2 separate regions of the Pan troglodytes genome follow, and region 1 is linked to region 2. A link is a contact called in public Hi-C data. All regions are on one chromosome and are shown on one strand. Each heading gives the region's core, a stretch centred on a gene start, on an enhancer-like site or on the middle of the called end of the contact. The rest is flanking DNA. Distances are from core to core; before and after follow the strand shown.

Evidence for each region. Hi-C and Micro-C count contacts between places; a contact is called where the count stands out from the background.
Region 1: a Hi-C map of induced pluripotent stem cells shows a contact between it and region 2, with 1.6 times the contacts expected there. The contact joins the promoter of TEX264 here to the enhancer-like site in region 2. A contact is called at or near these places in 2 of 7 Hi-C or Micro-C datasets (induced pluripotent stem cells and stem cell-derived neural progenitor cells).

Annotation. Positions count from the first base shown.
Region 1 is chr2:55,703,330-55,707,881 of NHGRI_mPanTro3-v2.0_pri, forward strand. It overlaps TEX264 (testis expressed 264, ER-phagy receptor), which reads left to right and starts at 2,834. Exons shown (of 5, transcript XM_016941188.3): 1 at 2,834-2,973. It overlaps LOC107970649 (a long non-coding RNA gene), which reads right to left and starts at 2,806. Exons shown (of 2, transcript XR_001713350.4): 1 at 2,334-2,806; 2 at 290-1,343.
Region 2 is chr2:55,670,241-55,674,746 of NHGRI_mPanTro3-v2.0_pri, forward strand. It overlaps RAD54L2 (RAD54 like 2), which reads left to right. Exons shown (of 22, transcript XM_009445560.5): 9 at 409-605; 10 at 1,977-2,319; 11 at 2,959-3,136; 12 at 4,234-4,485. Among named protein-coding and RNA genes, the nearest start is that of TEX264, 34 kb to the right of the region's middle. Within about 2 kb of position 2,906, at least 2 of the 24 cell types and tissues checked have an H3K27ac peak or open chromatin away from gene starts, as enhancers often do. A contact at or near this core is called in induced pluripotent stem cells, where this site is marked.

The DNA.
Region 1 (4,552 bases), core at 1,584-4,083, 33 kb after region 2:
GCCAGGAGGAGTGGGGGATAATGAGGTGGCCCCAGGGTCCTGGCACCTGGCTTTGGTTTTCCGTCTTCTTTCCTCAGGACGCCCCTGAGGCCTGGGACCTGTGCCTGGCTTCGAGGAGCATCTGTGGCTGGGTGATCCAGCTGCTGGTGTGATCATGGGCTTCCCTCCTCTCAGCAGGGCAGGCGCTCCTGCCCCAGAGACTGGGCAACTGGCTGTTTCTATGACGTATTTATTTTTACTTGTGTTTCATGTCACTTTTTTAAAAAAAAGCAAACAGAACAATTGTAAGTCAGTATAACTGCCTATCAGTTTTCTTTATTTCTCTTTTTGTAAAATAAAATTTAAACTCAAGAAGGCAGTGTTGTTTGATCAAGGAATTGTCTGGATAGTTGTTGGGCTGGGTGGTGGTGAAAGGAATAGATCTTAGAACATAGTGGGCTCTGGGATAGCCCTTGGGTGATGAGATAGGCAGGAACAGAAGGAAGACTGATGGCAGGCTCTTTGTTGCAGTGGGGTTCACTGGGCTTTTTCTGCTTTTGTTCACCTGAAGAAGGATGTATTACCAGGCTCCAGGGGAAACAGCAAGCTGACTTCAGAGTGGCTTGAAGCTAGCTGGTCCTCAGCCAAGGCAAGTCCTGCAGGGGCAGCCCTGACTAGACAGTGAGTGGCTGGGGATGGGCACAATGCCTTCAGAGGGTGGGAGACAGTGTGTCTGTGAGTGGCTGGTGGCAGCGAAAGCATTCTTATTGCATGTGTATTCTCTGTCATCCATGTTGGGGAATCTAGCCACTGGCCCACAGAGTTAAACAGAGCTTTGGAGTGTTGAGAGGTGGGGGAAAGAAGGGACAGTCTACTTCAGCTTCCTGTTTAATTTCTTCAAGGGGAGTGGCCCTGGGGAAACAATTTTCTGGAAATTTACAAAGAAAGAGAAAGAATCTCTGTAGTGATTCCTTGGACAGAGGAAGGCAAGAGGAGATGAAGGCCAAGTCTGGACTCATGATAGGGGAATCTGTGCTATTGGGAGATAAGATTGGGAGTGGAGGATGGTTGCAGCACATGGCTGGGCGAACAGGTTTCCTCAGACCTGTTACAAGGGGTTGGAATGAAGAAAGTGCCTTGTAGAGTAGGCTGCTGCCTCCTGGTGGCCAGCCGCTGCCTTGCAGGGATCCTGCCAAGGGACTTCACTTGGCACTGTTGGAAGCAGCCTGAGGTGAAGCTGGGCAGGCTGATGTCATGGCCTGCAGCCCCAGTCACCAGCGGACTCTCCTCCCACAAAAGAGGTGCTGAAGCTCCTGAGGCACATGTTGAACTCTGATGTGGGGCTCTAGAGTTCCCCAATCAGGCTAAGGGAAGTGAGCAGAGAGAACAAGATAAAGAATGGGCACTTCTTTATAATGGTTTCCTGGGAAAAGCTCACCACCTTCTGAGAAGCAGGAGAAATGACCACGCAGACCCTGCAGGCAGAGGCTGTCAATCTCTGAGCCCGGGCCATGGCTGCTCCTGTGTCAAAGGAAATGCTACCAAGTGTGTAGCCCGCCTGCCTGGGGCACCTAAGCTGGGGGTTTGACCGTGTGCTTGATGTTCATAGGTAAAACAACTGCTGCGACCTGCACTGGCCCAGCCCAGAGTGCCTGTGAGGGGCCAGCTGCCTGTTCTGCCAGTTTGCCTAGAGGGCTGGGACAGGCTTGGCCCTGTGGATAAGGTTCAAACTCCCCTGCCTGCGGAAGGAAGAATGTGAAGCAGAGGGAAAGGAAGCTGGGATTTTGACTGTCTCTGTGTGCACAGCCTGCTCTTTGCTGGTGCAGTAGTGGGATCCACAAGGTGAACCACCCTGTGACTGCTGACTTTTCCCACCACCACCTTCGTGGTGTTCCCATCTGCTGGATCCCCTCCCAAACATCAGTCCTTGTCAGGATACCAAAGTAGCTCTTGGCCTCGCCGGTCTTGTAGCCAAGCTTATGAGCATAGTTGTCACCTTCCCCACCTCCCACCAAAAGTCCGGGATTTTCACGAGGGGAGCATTTTATCTTTGGGCCCCTAGAAGAGTGCTTTGTAGTTTGTAGGTCCTCAGAAATTTGAGGTGAAGATTGAACCAATCATCAAGGAGCTTACACTTGACGTGGGAATCACGTAAGTTACCGCTAAACCACAAAGGTAGACCAGCCTCCCCCAGCCACAACCTGGGCACTGAGGGAGGAGCCTGGAAGAAGGGCATTCCCATGGAACGTGAACTCCAGGAGGGCAGAACCTTGGTTTTGTTCACTCTATCTCCAGCCCCTAGAACTGTCCTGGCAAGGAGTAATAATAAGTGTTGGATGGATGAATATACTCACGGAAGTGGGAATGGGTGGGTGGAGGCAGGAAGCAGATATTTGCGCTATGCAGAAGTTGGATCCACCAGTTTCTTCCGCGAGCCCAGACTGGGCTTCAGCTTCCTCACCTATGCCTTTCTTGGTTCCCAAGTCTGTTGCGAAGCCACAGTGAGAGAAAGTGGCAGGACTAAAGGTGGTACAAATGCCAGAGGCTGATACTGCTGTGCTGCGCCTCCCTAGGCTGTACAAATTCTCCTCAGCCCCAGCTCCCTGGTCCCCAGCCTGGCCCTCTACTGCGGGCCACTGGGCTGCCTCCCGTACCCGAGCCTGGGCCAGGCTGTCACTGTGGTGCTCCTGCCAACCCAGATGCCCTGGGGTGTTGCTAAATCAACCTCAGCAACCGGATAGTTTGTTGGAGGCGGGAAGGTACGCCGTGGGTTCCGCCGCAGCCAGCGCTGGGGCTAGGCACACGCCCGTTGCCATGGAGACGGGGCGGGGCAGGCCTCCGCCCTCCGGGTCCCGCGCGCACGCGCCCACGGCCACGGCCATGTCCCGCCGCGAGAGGGGGCGGAGCGAGCGTGCGCGGCGGGCGCGCGCAGGCTCCGTAACCGAACCCTGAGCCGCCTGCGCGGATCGGCGTCCGCAGCGGGCGGCTGCTGAGGTGAGGGCCGGGCCAGAGGAGAGGCATACCCGCTGGGGCGTAGGTCTGGGACTCCCCCTGTCCGCCCTGGCGCGACCTCAGGACTCTCCGTGTCCCCTCCGTGACCCCCGCGGCCCGGGCCGCTCTTTGCATCTTGTCTTGCCCACAGCTGGCCTCGGCCAGGTCCGAGGGCCTGGATGCGACCTTGGGGCAGCCCCTACTCTTCCGGGCAGCCCACTTCCGCGGCCACCGGTGCAGGGCATGCCCCGGGGCCGTGGAGGTGAGGGAAAGAGGCGCGAGTCGCGTTTTAACTCCGCCCCCGTCCCCCAAGGCCGCGCCTCGCAGCCTGGGCTGCAAACTTTAGCGTCCTTTAAGTTACAGACGTGCGTGGGACTCCGTGAGGAGGTGGGCGAAGAGAAAGGCTCTGAGTAAATAGGCAAGGCCCGGGGTGAGCAGGGGCTGGAATCCGAAAGTGGGAGGCGGCGGCCCCCCACCCTCCATAGTCCTTCCGCCCTCTGCTAGCACCGAAGTTTAGCCCAGGACGGGGGCCGTTTAAGGGCCCGGCCCTCCGCCGCCGCGCACGTGAGCGGCACCAGGAAGCTGGCTGGGCGCAGCCTTCCCTGAGGCTCGCCGGCACCGGCCGCACGCGTCCATCCCGGGCCTCTGAGCGGAGGGGGAACCGAGGCTAGAGGGAGGGCGCAGTCTGCCCAAGGTCAGCGGCAGCGGCAGTTTCTGGGCGCCAAGTGTGGTTGGAGTCCTCCAGGAAGAGGGGCGTGACCAGAGCTCTAGCGAAGAGACCTGACATTGTAAAGCTAGGTTTGGCTTCTGATTTCCACAAGGGGTTTGAGAATGGGACGAGGGTGCTTTAGAGGGACCGGTAGGCTTTCCCTGAGGAGGGTAATCAGGGCATGATGGTTGGCTCAGTGGTTATTTCCTGGGCAGGGGTGACTGTTCTTTCAGCTCCCAGCACTGGAGCGCTCGGCCGCTGCCGCACTGGATGCCAGCAGTTACTAAAAGTGAGCCTGGCATTTCAGGTGAGCTCCCAGACCTTCTTCCTTTTCTCTTGAATATAGGGGAAATTCACGTTACCTCTCCACGTGCCGACCAAGGCTCTGAGACCCCCAGGTGGGTTTTCTCCCCCCCCCCCCCCCCCCCCCCGTTTTCTGAGCAGTTTGGGAAGTGAGAGGAAGAGAAAGGTAGATACTAAGTTTTCTTGAGGAGACAGGAAGTGTTCAGCTGAGATGGCAGATCAGGGTGAGGGCTTGTCATTCCCAAGGCAAGTGGGGGCCTAGATGCTGAGAGTTTTCCAGCTTTGGGCTCAGAGATGTCCAACAAGGATTTAATGCTTCAGCCGTTTTGGAAGCCAGTCACCAGAGAGGAGAGAGAAAGTGGAAATGAGGGGCTGGAGTCAGACTGTCTGGGCTTGTGTTGCCTGCATTTTGGTCCACGTGGCTCTGTTTAATACCTGTGTTACCTTGGGCAAGTCTCTTAACCTCTAACTACTTGAACCTTTAGCCTTACCTACCTCTTTGGATTGCTTTGAGGGTGAATGAAGTAGCTGTGTTTCAACATTTAGACAGTGCCTGGCGTATAGTAAGCA
Region 2 (4,506 bases), core at 1,656-4,155:
AGTCCAGGCAAGTAAACTGCAGAATGTTGCCCTTCCTTCTGTGACCTTGTATTTATCATGGGATTGAAATGCTCCTTCAAATGTTGAGTTGTAGTCATGCCTGAATATCCAAGGGGGTTGTCATTTTCTCTTGCCTTATGTAGTTGAATTGCTATGTTTCTTGCTGTTTAACCACCATCAATGATCCAGTTCATCCTGGGTGCAATTAGTTTCTCTGGGATGATGGGAGGTTCTTGGGTGGTAGGCTACCCCTGTGCTTGCTGCCACATGAAATCTTTGGTAATAAGAAGTTCTGAATGTACATCAACACAGCTTTGATTGTGAGCAATTCTTCCTTGGGAGCAGCAGAAACAATAATTCTTGAGATATAATTCACATCTCACACAATTTTCTCTGTTCATCTTGCAGGACGATGGCATCTCGTGCTAAAGTGATGGCTGATTGGGTGTCAGAGGGTGGCGTGCTGCTGATGGGGTACGAGATGTACAGACTCCTCACTCTGAAGAAATCATTTGCCACAGGTAGACCGAAGAAAACCAAGAAGCGTTCTCACCCAGTCATCATTGATCTAGATGAGGAAGATCGGCAGCAGGAGTTTCGGAGAGGTGGGCAGCCTATCCCAGGAATACTCTTGTTGGTGTTTCAGGAAAAAAGAAATCATGTCTACTAATAGCACCTAGTCAGATGTAAAGTGCATTATTGATGTGAATTGTTATCATGGACCAAAAATCCTGGTTCCCAAGATCAGTAGGATGACGTCCAATGGTTCTGAGAAGGTACTGCTTTCTCTGCCAGCTGTGCAGTTATGGTTAGGCCAGGCCACACACTGGCTTGGGGGAGATTCCTCTGTTCGTCTATCCCTGTTTCTCTTACAGAACAGTTGGAATAGTAACCATTTCCTTTACCACTTTCTAGAGATGTTCTGAGAAAGCATGAAGAAAATATAAAGTGTTTAAATCACTAATATAAAGACAAAGTAGTAATACTATTGTTTGTGAATTTATAAAAAAGAATTTATCCCAGTTGTTTTTAGTGAAAACCATTCCTGTCATAGTTCTAATTCTACTCCATCTTCTAAGGGGCCTTTGCTCATTTGGGGAAGAATGTTTTTAAGGGTTCAGAGGCCATTTCACTTTAGAAGTCTCTTCATCTATGAGATTATGTTTGTTCTAGGTTTGCTTCTATGGTAGAGCTGGGATGAATTTGCCATTTAGCAATGACTGGAAAATAACTGCGGGAAGACCCTGTCCTTTAGCTAGCTCCTACCAGCCAGCCCTCAGATGGAGTCAAGACGCTGGCAATGGTGAGAGCCCACTAAAGTGTCTGGATTATTCCTATTGGTTTCATCCAGGTGCATTTTTAATCCTAGGCTGGCACTCTGTAAGGTCCCTCTCTCTGCTGCCCAGTTGGTCTAAGCCCTAGGAAGGCAAGTCAGTTATACTTTTCACATAAAGAAAAATAAAGTAAGGAAAGGAACGGAACAGGGGAAAGGGATATTTATTGCAAGAGTCAACTGCCAGAGGCAGATCATGAGGTCAGGAGTTTGAGACCAGCCTGGCCAACATGGTGAAACCCCATCTCTACTAAAAATACAAAAAATTAGCCAGGCATGGTGGCGCATGCCTCTAATCCCAGCTACTTGGGAGGCTGAGGCAGGAGAATCGCTTGAACCCGGGAGGCAGAGGTTGCAGTGAGCAGAGATTGCGCCACTGCACTCCAGCCTGGATGACAGTGTGAGACTCCGTCTCAAAAAAGAAAAAAAAAGAGTCAACTGCCAGATTAGCATTCATACCAAGTCATACCAGTCATATCCAGGAGCTTGAATGGCTGGCACCCTCTCACCAAGGGGGGCTGACTCTTGCTTTCCTGCTTCCTTCATTTCTTCTGTCTCCTCCAGGGTGCACCCCTACTTCTCATATTATTGACTAAGAGCAGGCCCTGTCACCCTCTGACTCCGGATCCTCTTCCCTCCCTAGAGTTTGAGAAGGCTTTATGCCGCCCTGGCCCTGATGTAGTAATCTGTGATGAGGGACACCGCATCAAAAACTGCCAGGCCAGCACCTCACAGGCTCTGAAGAATATCCGCTCTCGCCGCCGGGTGGTGCTGACTGGGTACCCTCTGCAAAACAACCTCATTGAGTACTGGTGCATGGTGGACTTTGTGCGCCCAGACTTCCTTGGCACCCGGCAGGAGTTCAGCAACATGTTTGAACGTCCTATCCTGAATGGGCAATGTATTGACAGCACACCTCAGGACGTCCGCCTCATGCGGTACCGGAGCCATGTCCTGCACAGTCTTCTGGAGGGCTTTGTGCAGAGGTGAGCCATCCTCAGGGTCCTGCTTCCTGAATTTTCAGAGGGCCCTGTTGCCAAGGGCATGCCAAGCCTGTTATACAGGATAGGGTGTTGGAGTAGGAGGGCCCCTTCCCTGGGGCGTAGTACAACTTTGCTTCCTGTGACAAGCTAGCAGATGGTGGATATCCACTGTTTCAGTTCTCTGGAAGTTTGGCCTAGAAGTGCTTCTCTCAAAAGTTATCTTTAAAGGTACTGGAGACACCTGTCTTACTTGCTGAGAGAAGCAAGAAAAAGGTACCATTCTGCTGACTTACCTTAGGCTAGTCTAAAGCAGACCCCTCATTTTTCCTTGTTGAGATGGCATATGGAGCGAAAGCTCAGAGAGGCAGCCCAAATTAAAGTAAGAACCTCAAGTTCCCCTGTCTCTGTCATGCAGTCAGACATGACCTGGGACAGGTCACTCTGCCTCTTAGTGTTAGTTTTCATCCTTAAGGTGAGTTTCTTCTTGGTTGTTGAACCACTCTGCATTATTGCAAGGCTGCAGTGCATGTTGAGATCCTCAAGAGGGAGGTGTGGCAGGAGTGCAAAAGGCTCTGTTTTTATCTTGTGCTGACCCCTCCTGGCCACACTACCTTGCCGTTCCTGTTCTGTTTGCCTCCATAGGAGAGGCCACACTGTGCTGAAGATTCATCTCCCTGCCAAGGAAGAAAATGTGATCCTTGTGCGGCTCTCCAAGATCCAGCGAGATTTGTACACACAGTTCATGGATCGCTTCCGGGACTGTGGTAGCAGCGGTTGGCTGGGGCTGAACCCCCTTAAGGCATTCTGTGTGTGTTGCAAGGTGCATTGGGGCCTCAGGGAAGATTGAGATGGGGACTAAGGATACACATGGTCCCAAGGGAGTTACTCCTACTGAGAGTCTTCAATAAAGGGAGAATAAAGTGAGAGGGGGCCACCTCAGTTCACTGCACTGGAGGTTTGGGGGCTCCAAGGAGAGAGGTGATGGTTTTGTACCACATAACTCCTGGGGGTGCCATTCACACAGTGTAATATAACTGATGCCCCCTGCAGTGTGCAACTCAGCTGCACAACTTGTTATTCCAAGGGGATTAATGGAAAAATACTGTGGGGCAGCGTTTTTGACTGCTAGCATAATCAGAATTCAAGAGATATATAGCTTAGACAAGTTATTAGGGGTACCTTCCATTGGATTCCATACTTAATCAGATTGAGACCTCTCTCATTCTTTTCTTGAGGGACCTGTTTCATTGACTTCATACCTCTACCCCTGGCTACTCTTCAGCAGACCTGTTAGGTATTATTCTTAATTGACCACTGCTTTAATAAGTCAGCAGAAGGTGTGTGTCTGGGGACAAGAGGGGTTTCCAAATATTTCTTTTATAGCCACAGTCCTGGGTCAAGGCCAGGAAACTAAGGCAAGCGTGGTCTGTGATGATGCTTTGGTATCACTGCATCCTTCCTTCTTCCTTTCCTCTCTTCTCCTGGGAGTTCTCAACTCTTGCTAGGAATACTCTGTGAAATGATATGTGATTGGTCTACTATAAGTCAGATACATTTTGTCTATAGTTTTATACAGTAGCAGACTGTAGCCACACTGTGAAACTGGAACATTCTTACTCTTATTTGAATAAGAATGTCAAAAAGGCTTGTGACAGCTTTTTTGATTATGTATCAAACATACTTACTGGCATGGCTCCTGGTATGCATGCTGCCATTCATGTGTCATGGTGACCAGAACTGATAATCAAAACAAATATGCAGGCCCTTTGGCTGTGAAGGGCTCTGACTTTAATTTTTGGTGTGACAGTGTTTATTGTGGGATGTGTGTGTGTGAGCAAGTATGTGTTTCCAGACTCCCTGGGACACCCTTGGAATGTTCTTTGTCCTGTGTCTCCTCTCCCTTTCCTTGAACCTCAGATCTGGAATCACCCTGATGTGCTGTATGAAGCCCTTCAGAAGGAGAGCTTGGCCAATGAGCAGGACCTAGACGTGGAAGAACTTGGCTCTGCAGGGACCAGTGCCCGCTGTCCACCACAGGGAACAAAAGGCAAGGGAGAGGATAGCACCTTGGCTTCCTCGATGGGAGAGGCAACCAATAGCAAGTTCCTACAGGGCGTTGGCTTCAACCCTTTCCAGGAGCGAGGCAACAACATTGTCACATATGAATGGGTGAGTCAAGCAGATCCTTCA